Linked DNA regions of Mus musculus: region 2 is linked to region 1. The links are chromatin contacts, called in public HiChIP or PLAC-seq maps. All regions are on one chromosome and are shown on one strand. The core of a region is the stretch at or near the end of the contact, and the rest is flanking DNA. Distances in the headings are between cores, read along the strand shown. Region 1 has its middle 15 kb from the start of Gm28175. Region 2 overlaps Gm30248 (a long non-coding RNA gene).

The links. HiChIP or PLAC-seq counts read pairs in DNA pulled down with a chosen protein or histone mark.
Region 2: a contact with region 1 is called in an H3K4me3 HiChIP or PLAC-seq map of embryonic midbrain, with 4 times the contacts expected there. The contact joins two enhancer-like sites. A contact is called at or near these places in 1 of 484 Hi-C or Micro-C datasets (brain), 5 of 115 datasets of contacts at active chromatin or transcription factors (differentiating embryonic stem cells, embryonic basal ganglia, embryonic hindbrain and 2 more) and 1 of 9 other capture datasets (embryonic tail).

What each region holds. Positions count from the first base shown.
Region 1 is chr1:42,240,884-42,245,557 of GRCm38.p6, forward strand. No RefSeq gene overlaps it. Among named protein-coding and RNA genes, the nearest start is that of Gm28175, 15 kb to the right of the region's middle. Within about 2 kb of position 2,683, at least 53 of the 459 cell types and tissues checked have an H3K27ac peak or open chromatin away from gene starts, as enhancers often do.
Region 2 is chr1:42,626,702-42,631,375 of GRCm38.p6, forward strand. Gm30248 (a long non-coding RNA gene) reads right to left here. Exons shown (of 3, transcript XR_373380.2): 2 at 2,948-3,651. Among named protein-coding and RNA genes, the nearest start is that of Gm30248, 11 kb to the right of the region's middle. Within about 2 kb of position 2,405, at least 35 of the 459 cell types and tissues checked have an H3K27ac peak or open chromatin away from gene starts, as enhancers often do.

The DNA of each region.
Region 1 (4,674 bases), core at 1,433-3,932:
AGAAAGAGAAGAGAGGAGAGAGAGAGAGGAAGGGAGAAGAGAGAGAGAGGTCTGAGCTCATTACTAATTGGAACAAAAAAGTCTTAAAACTTAGTAATTTGAGAAATTAGCCAACTTTTTCCCTGTAGATGAATTGTCCTCATCTATGATATACATTTCAGAATGAAACTTAAATTAGCTCCTTAAAGTGGTCTTGTGACTTTAATTATTCACAAAGTACACAAATTTAATGAGTTTTTAAATATTAAAACTCGTCTCCATTGTCACTATGGTGAGCTCTTAATTTACAGAGCAATTAAGTCAGGACCCTCATTTATCAGGACATGTGCGTTTGTGGAAAACGTCGTCAGTTTTTATTAATTGATGCTACGGAAAGACTGAGGTGAAATAAATGCATGTCTTCAGAGGTCGGGTCTGTGGCAGTGGGGAGCTGGCAAGGAGTAGGATGTGAGTGAGCTAAAGAAGAAGCCACCGCTAGCTCGGGAGATTGCTGAACTATAAACAGTGCAATGGTTACCGCTCTCAGCCAAAATGCTCTCGAGAAAATGCCCCCTGAGTTTTTCTCTGGCAAACATCTGTCATGGGTAGTAGCTGAGAAACAGGGAGACTTCAAAGCAGTACTTTCTGATTATTAGCAGAGTGTTGAGTGTAATGTTCTTACATTTTAATGTGAACCAAGTGTTGATGAGCTGAGAGCGTAGAATTAAAAAAAGTAGCCCAAATTTCCTTTGTTCTTCAGAATGGGGCTGACAGGAACATTAGCAGTCAGGACTGCTCCTCCATACTTAACCACGCTGAGCTACTGTGATCCTAAAGCCTGAGATGGGTGCTGGGAGCAGAGCTAAGCCAGTCCCTGTCTCTGGGTATCTATCCATCCATCCACCCATGGCACTTCCATCCATGGTCAGGTGTCCGCTGCTCAGCATAAATTATTGATGGGCAATCTCGTTCTAGAAAATGGTTATAAGAAATACAAAATGCAAGACCAAGTTCAGGTGGGCTATCTCTGACCACTTGGCTAGAGATAACACCTTCCTCACAATGAGTTTGCTACGTAGAATGACGAATACACTGTCAGTTCGGGGCCGTCAATATAAACAGAGAGCAAGAAAGAACCAGCAGCATTGGGGTCACTTCAGGCTGTAGTTGGAATGGTTGTTCATAAGGAAACTAAATGTGTAGTTAACTCGCGGTGTTTAGGTAAATGCAGGCTATTTCAGTGCTTTCATATGAAAAAATTTGACAGTTAACAAGCCCCAAGAATTTATTTTTATGTCTTTGGTTTTGTTTTGAGCGAGCGAGAGAGGAAAAAAGTCCCTTCTATAGATCACAAGCTAGCTTCGAGTCCACCATTTAGGCCTGTCTACCCTCAGATCTACAATAGTCCTGCACCAGCCTCCATAATGTTAGCATCATGGGTCAGGCTTTCCAATCATGCTTTAAATCTAGGAACTTTCCCAAATCACCCTCAAAAACGTATACACACACACTCATAAAAAGTTACCCGCAATATGACACAAATACTTCCCACTGCGTTTCAGTCACACCATTCTCTTCTTGCAACTTTGTTTCTACCAAATTCTAATTTCTCACAATCAGATGGGGGGAAGAGGGGGACGTAGGCTTTTTCCGGAAAGGGTAAGGGAAAAAGGGAATGCTTCCTCCTGGCTCCAGAACTCACGGCCTCCAGAGCAGCACAAGGTTTCCGGAGACTGTGCCAAGTGATTCCCCGTAAGCAGGGGTCGGTTAATACAGGTCCATTCCTCATTTAGACAGGCAGCAGAGGCAAAAGGTGGGGGGTGGGGGTGGAAGCAGCAGGCAGCAAGCACTGTCTTCCTCAAATACTCAGTAATAAATTGTTCCTTGCACAGAGCACAAGGCGGATTTTTCTTTCCTACGTTTCTTCCCTCCTTTGCTGGGACGCCAATGAGAGGCTGGCTTTCCCACCTGGCCCTGGCTGCCTGTGCCCATAAATTTGCCTATGCAATGCCTGTTTACGGGTCGCTGATGGAACATGGAGACGGTGCATTTTGCAAGCACTGGGTAGATAATCATGGTAATTGATGTTTGGAGCTGTGAGCTCCTAGGAGCACAGGGTCTCTTTCTCCCAGTGAGGCCCTGCTCTCTGTTATCAGTCCAGCCCATAATTAAATATCACTCTTTTACAATATGTTTCAGGCTCCTTAATGAGTCTAAAGCAGAAAGAGTCACCTCTTTCCCCTCGGAGCTTTATTTGCTTGTCATTAAACAATGTTATTGAGCTGCCTTCTTTCCCTCTGTTACCAAACCCGCATCATTTCCGTTTTATAATTGCACAATTAGAGTCAAGGCTTCACTTTCATACATCAGCAGGCCCTGAGTGTGTGTGTGTGTGTGTGTGTGTGTGTGTGTGTGTGTGTGTGTGCATGTGTGCACAAGTGTGTGCGTTGGGCGAGGGGGCATGTGTCTGTGTGTGTGTGTGTGCGTGTGTGTTTATGTGAACAAGAGAGAGAGAGAGAGAGAGAGAGAGAGAGAGAGAGAGAGAGAGAGAGAGAGAGAGAGAGAGAGAGAGAAGGAAATCAGGTGTTCCTATAGACCACTCAAATGCATCTTATTTTCAGTAACGGCTCTGTTTTGCAAAGCAGGAAGCAATCTACAGTGAGTCATTTTCTTCTATCAGACACCTCCACTAACCAACACTCTGACTTTCGCGGTGACCTTGTGCTGTGGAGCCCAAGGTCCAATGTGCTCATTGTTACTGGCTTGCATAATCCCATGCCCCTCCCCCATGTCTTTTTTTTTTTTTTTTTTTTTTTTTTTTGTCTACCCCAAGCAAAATCCAGTCATTTATATTCAGAGGCTAAATGGCCTTCTTTTTGCCCCCAAAGCTGGCAAGCTGTATAAGACCAGTATTTCCCTCTAACAAATTTCCAAAGAGTTCCTCCTTTTACACACGCGTCTCCCTCCTTTCACAAACACACACACACACACACACACACACACACACACACACACACTTCTCCAGGCACACACTGGCGTGCACCCCACCCCCTCCCCCCACCCCCAAGCGGCTCTAAGCAGTGCATTAAGAATCTGAAGAAAATCCATTCCCACTCTGCTGCGTCGCTTTCTTCTCAAGTCGTGAACCCATCACAGACTTTGCCTAGCTCTGGGTTGCCACGGTGAAGATTTACAATGCCGGTTATTCATACAACTGCCTTCTCCCCCCCACCCCACCCCCCACAGCCCCCCTTCCCCGTTCTTCGTAAATCCCTTCTGCGAGGGCAACCTTGATACTGAGACTCGTAAAATTCACGCAGGCTTATCATCCTTGGTGAAGGCTCCAGGCTGCCTTCTACATCCCCTGCCAGCTCTCTCGCCATGAACGCTGTGTGGGCCACAGACTTTTATCTTCCCAATGTGTGGGGACTTGGGGGTTGGGGGGGGGGAGCCGAGAGGGATCACTACCTAAAACATAAAAGAACGCACACGGGGACACCCTTCGCCACACACACACCTAAAATAAAATCAATGTTTCACCCATCATTTATTAATTTTTTAAATTACGTTTTGGTCTCTGATGTCCACCATTCACTGGATGTGGGAACGTTGAATTTAAAAGTGACCCGAGTTTGAATACAGACCTCTTAGGGTGTTCGTTGATGAGCACCGCATGATGACAGCATAGACCATGTTCACTCTGCACACAGAAATCTCACTACCTTCTTTTTCTCTTAATTTTGACTACTCCCCACCCTCAGTGAATACAGAGAAGGGGAAAGTACCAATCTTAAGAGTGAAGGTGTTTGTTGAACGACTGCCTTAATCTAGCCAAGTGGTGTATGTATTTGTGAGCTCAGTAAAAGTAAAAGATTTTTTTTATTTAAGAGATAAAATAAATGATATTCTATAATTAAAAAGAAATTTTAATCATAGAAAGTTTCTCCCCATCTAAAAGTAGATTACCCTTATGGTAACATAGTACAGAACTATGTCTTAAATATCACCAAAAATGTTTATGTGATGTTTTCTAAATATTTATAATGTGCTATAATAGCAGGTTAGAACTGGGTACGTGTTCGCCTGAAACCCTTTTTATAAAATTTACAACTTTATTTTTAGCACATTGAAATACAAGCTTGTCTTATGGCTATGCTTTTTTTTTTAACCTTCTTTTTACTTCTCAAGAATGAAAACTTATGATCTATTTACATTTTTTCATGCATGGCCTTGTTTCCTGCAAAATTTCCTTATTCAAAATCAATGGCAATCCATGAATATTAAATAGAAAATATATAAAAAATACAGAGTTCACAAATTTTGTATTGCATGCCATTCTGAGTGGCATAGCAAAATCATGCTACCTCATCTCACCTCCGGCCCCCAGAACGAGAATCTGTCCCTTATTCAGTGTATCCACACAGAAGACATTACCCATCCATTAGTTGCTTACCATCCATATTAATTATCAGATCAACTAGCGTATTGTCACAGTGCTCATAGCATCTATCTCACTTATCAATGGTGCTAAGGTATGAGAGTAGTCATTCTGATAAGTTCATCCAAACTTATTGTCCTAATAAGTTCAGATGTATAACGTTGTAGTTGTTATAGGTGTCGGAGAAGAACTGAGCCAGGTACCTTTATGTTGTGCCCAGTTTAGAAATTAAGGTCTAACCTAGGTAAACAGCATAG
Region 2 (4,674 bases), core at 1,155-3,654, 390 kb after region 1:
GCAATGACTTTCCAATAGACATGCCCTGAATCATTGATCACTGTGTCCTCTTCTTGTTTGCATTGGAACACTGTTCAATTTACACCAATTAAAGAATGCTTGGCTTGGATATTGAAGAATAATTAAGGCATGCAAATTCCCCAAAGGCTTCTAAAAATGACATCTGACTGGAATGTTGATCAGGGCATGAAAGCAGCATTAGTATTTAGTCTGACTGATATACAAAATCATTACAACATCTCTCCAGGAAGAGTGACATTGGGTCAATGTAGGTACTTGCCTGGCCGCCCTAAACAAATTTGACAAGTCTAATTTTAAGTAATTGCTCAGAGTTTAGTGGCAGGCTCTGTCCCCATAAGGGCAGCTGTCTGGACCACATCTTGTAATTGAGCTGTGTCTTTAAACTATATGCATCAGCCCAGTGTGCCTGTGCACTATCAGGGAAGGTCAAGGGCTAGTGACATAGTGTGTCCTCTTCAAATTTCACAGGAGGACTTCACGGTCCCTGCTAGACAGCCTTGCTCTGTCTCATCCACTCTAGGAAAAATTGAGCTGTGTAGGCAGATGGGGCTCTAGAGTTCCCAGAGAAACCACCACATAGTATAACTCTGGATTATCTGCAGCTCTGGGGCCTGGGTAGACATGCAGGGTCTTCAACCCCACCTGGTCCTCCTATATTAGGAGGCTAAGACCCTGCAGGAGTGATGAGCAAGCACTTGCCACATCTCTGAAACCTTTCCATGTATATCAGCCACTAAAGTAAATCCACAGATCTTTCTTCTCTGTGGTGAAATTGGGGACCCAGCATAGTAGGTCATTTGCCCAACTGAGGGCGCAAAGCTCAAATGGGAGTGAACACTGAGGTTAATGGCTCATTTTCTTTTATTTTCTTCAAGTTGATGCACCTTTCATCTATGCTGTGTGTGTGTGTGTGTGTGTGTGTGTGTGTGTGTGTGTGTGTGTGTGTGTGTGTGTGTTATATGTTGCATGCATATGAGTGTGCCAGCATGTGTGCCCATGTACAGATATATGGCGACCACTGAAGATGTCTGGTATCGCCTGTGTGGCTCCCCACCTTCTTGCCTTCAGTCAGGGTCTGTCTCTGAGTCAGACAGTGACTTTTTAAGTGGGTTCTGTTTTGTAAGGGATTTGAACTCTGAACTCACACTCACAAGCTTGTGTTCCTTTTCACGGAGCCGTCGTCTCCCTAACTGCTGCAACTTAAAAAAACTTAATCTTAGATTCACAATTTAGTGAAAATGAGTCAGCATTCAGCTGAATTTTGAGACCTCGCTGTTCCCCTGTTTGTCATTTTGCCCACTGTTCATCCCTGGGAAACACATTGGGCTCAGGGTCTGTGCGGATGGTAGCTGCTTCTTGTCTTCAGGCTATCAGAACTGAGCAGCCTAAGCCCAGGGAAATGGACCAACCACTGGACCAGCTATAAAGGAAATTGGATGGCTTCAGAGGCCCCTCTTTAGTCCATGGCTACCATTGTCTGTAGTCTCTGTATGATCTGATGGACAAAAACCTGCAACCCCTGTGCATGGAGTACAAAGGAGAGACATCAGATCCACTGATAATTGGCATGGTTTAACAAAGTTATCATGGGATCCTTGGAGACCTCTGGATAGTCCCTGCCAACTATATTAAAAGTAAGTGACCCAGAAGGTGGGTGTAAGAAAGTAATTTTTGGATAAAATCAGATAAAAGGGGGTTTCCAATGAGATGGGAGGGATGCAAACACGATCTGAGATACTAACCAAATGGCAGGTTTGAGGTTTAATTTTTCTTCTTAATCTTTTTCCTTTGGAAATAATTGTATCTTTTTTGCAGTCCATTCCAGCCTGCCAACCCTTGAGCTACATGTAGTCTGTATTTGTCAAACTATGAGTGAGCAGATCAAGCCAAAGATGAAAAATAAGGACAATCTCCCATGAGATCTGTGTCAGGATGCCCCTTCCCCAGAGATGCAAAAGCTGTGTAGCTGAGTCCCTGGAGTCCACTTGAGTGGATGAAGCCACCACCCAATACTCCCTTTTCCACCCTGGCTACTCCTCAAATGGCTTCCCTTCCTTTCTTCCTCTCTCTCTCTCTCTCTCTCTCTCTCTCTCTCTCTCCCTCTCTCTCTCCCTCTCTGCCATGCAGAGCACTAGGCCTTTCTCAGACACTTCATCCCCGCTCTGGGCACGATGAGGAGTGAAATGTGCCTCTGAATAGAGAAGAGAAGACAGGGTGGATTAATGGCAGAAGAGTAACACAGCCCTCGCAGAACAAAACGAGGGTGACCCGGACGAAACAAAGCGCCACAATAGATCATTTCTGAGAAGTCACCCGGCAGCTTTGAAACCACAGGCTGCGTGCTCCGGGGCAGTGAGTGTCACATCCATGGCTTTCAGGAGGCATGAATGGACGGGAACAGTAACTCTTTTTCATGCCTCTTTCAGAGGGCTTGTCGGTGGAGAAGGATTTACCATTCAATTCCCATACTTTTATGTGGGAAATTAGGAATTTGCCCCTTTAAAAGAAATTGCCTTTTAAACTCTTCATAAATTGTGGCGGTTTTATAGATTTACCCAAACTTCTTCTTCCTTCATGTCCTTCCACTTATATATCATTTTTAAATATTCATAAATACAGAGAGAGAGAGAGGGAGAGAGAGAGAGAGAGAGAGAGAGAGAGAGAGAGAGAGAGAGAGAGAAAACTCTCTTCTCCTCTTTGCTCAAAAATCTATTCAAGGCATGTCCCCGCAATAGAGACATTTCAACTTTCTGTCCCATGCCCAGTTGGATTCCCCCCCCCCCCATGGCTGTGTTATTTCACCATTTTTCATGAAACACTCAAACTCTTTTGCAAAAAAAAAAAAAAAAGTCACTAGGGGAACTACATAGGTGGCAAGTGCTAGGCAGAGCTGGTGAGATGAAAACCGACCAGGTCACTCACTCACCCTCAGCAATGACGTAGAGTTCTGTGCGCTTCCCTCGCCAGCCCCGGCACAGGGATTGTCCGGTAAAAACACTCAAGCTTTTCTAGGAGTGGGTTGTATACCTTATTTCCAGCCACCTTGGTCCAACACTGGGCCTCCCTACCTGGCTGTTTGCTTCCCAGAAGCCCACAGTGTTTGGCCATATTAATCTCATTAACCTTCCCGATCAGTTTCAACAGCAGTGAAGACTTGAGAACGTGGAGTTCCTGGCAGAGAAGTTGAGCCTTGGCTCCCTGCCAGTACATTTGAACATTTGATCTGGCTCCCCAGGCCCCTTCCAGAGCCTTTTTTTTTTCCATAGGAAGAAAGCACAAACAAGAAAGCCTTGCCATACGAAATGCAGCCATGTGTGACTCCAAGCTTGGCCCCCCCTCCCTTCTCTTGCCAGAATGTTCCTAGTCCCCGGTCCTTAGAGCAGAGGGAGCAGCTGAGATGATGATGCCTGCCTTTCTCTGGGGTCGGTCGGTCGACCATGCAGCACCTTGGGCACAGTCCCCCAAACGGAGCAGCCTTTAGGCAAGAGATGGAAAGAGGAGAGGGTTGGGGGAGGGGAGCAGAAGGCCTTCCTCATCAGCAGGTCTATAAGGCCAGACGAGGTGATGGGGGCTTCGAAATACTTCCTCCTGTGCAAATGCTGACAGTGGACCTCTGTTCTTTCAGGTTTCCTAGATTAGAAAAACAAAAACAAAGAAGGCTCTAAATCAGTGGTTCTCAACCTGTGGGTCTCGACCCTTTCACAGGGGTCGCCTAACACCATCAAAGACAACCAAGATTTGCATTAAAATTCATAACCGTAGCAAAATCACAGTTATAAAGTAGCAACAAAATAATTTTATGATTAAGGGGGGGGGGTCACTAAAGCATGAGGAACTGTATTAAAAGTTTGCAACATTAAGAAGGTTGAGAACCACTGCTCTAAATAGACTTGACTGGAATGAATTCAGACCCTGACATCACTTCTCTGGTTTTTAATAAAAAAAAAAAAATCAATTTTCTATTTCAGAGGGCATTAACAAGCTGAGAATGAAGGGCCCAGGACTGACTGCATCACACTCTGAACCTGGAGATGGAACTAGCTCCTTCCCTGTTGATAATCATGTCAAAAGAGATATACTACTGCTTCTTGATTTTAATTTAATTTTCTTTATATAGTGTGCATGTGTCTGGGCAAGTGTGTGAGCACATGTGTATGAAGGTGCCCACAGAAGGCACAGAGTACATTAGATCCCTCTGAGCTGTGGTTATATGTGTCTGTAATCTTCTTAACATGGGTGCAGGGATCTAAGCTCTGGTCCTCATGAAAGAGCAGCTAGTCCTCTTAACTTCTGAGCCAGAAATATTGGCCTTATCAGAAGTAATATTTGCCTTAAAATTAATTCTTTGGGGTTCAAGTTCCATAGTAAAGTTCTTGACTACATACGTGACTGAGACCCTGGGTTCCATCCGTAGCTTTGAAAGAAAATTCAATTAATATTTGAAGAAAATGGAAGCTCTTAAATATAGGTTTCAGTTGCCTGTAAAAAATAGGCAGCTTTAATGATCTGGGAAGGTTTGATTTGTAATTTAAAGTATTTGTTTTGATTATGTTTAATTTAAATATATGTTATCATTAAGCATATATTGCAGTGTGCTTAACTATTTAATTTTAAATTTCAGTATTTCCACTTCTTTACTGTCTCTAAACTTAG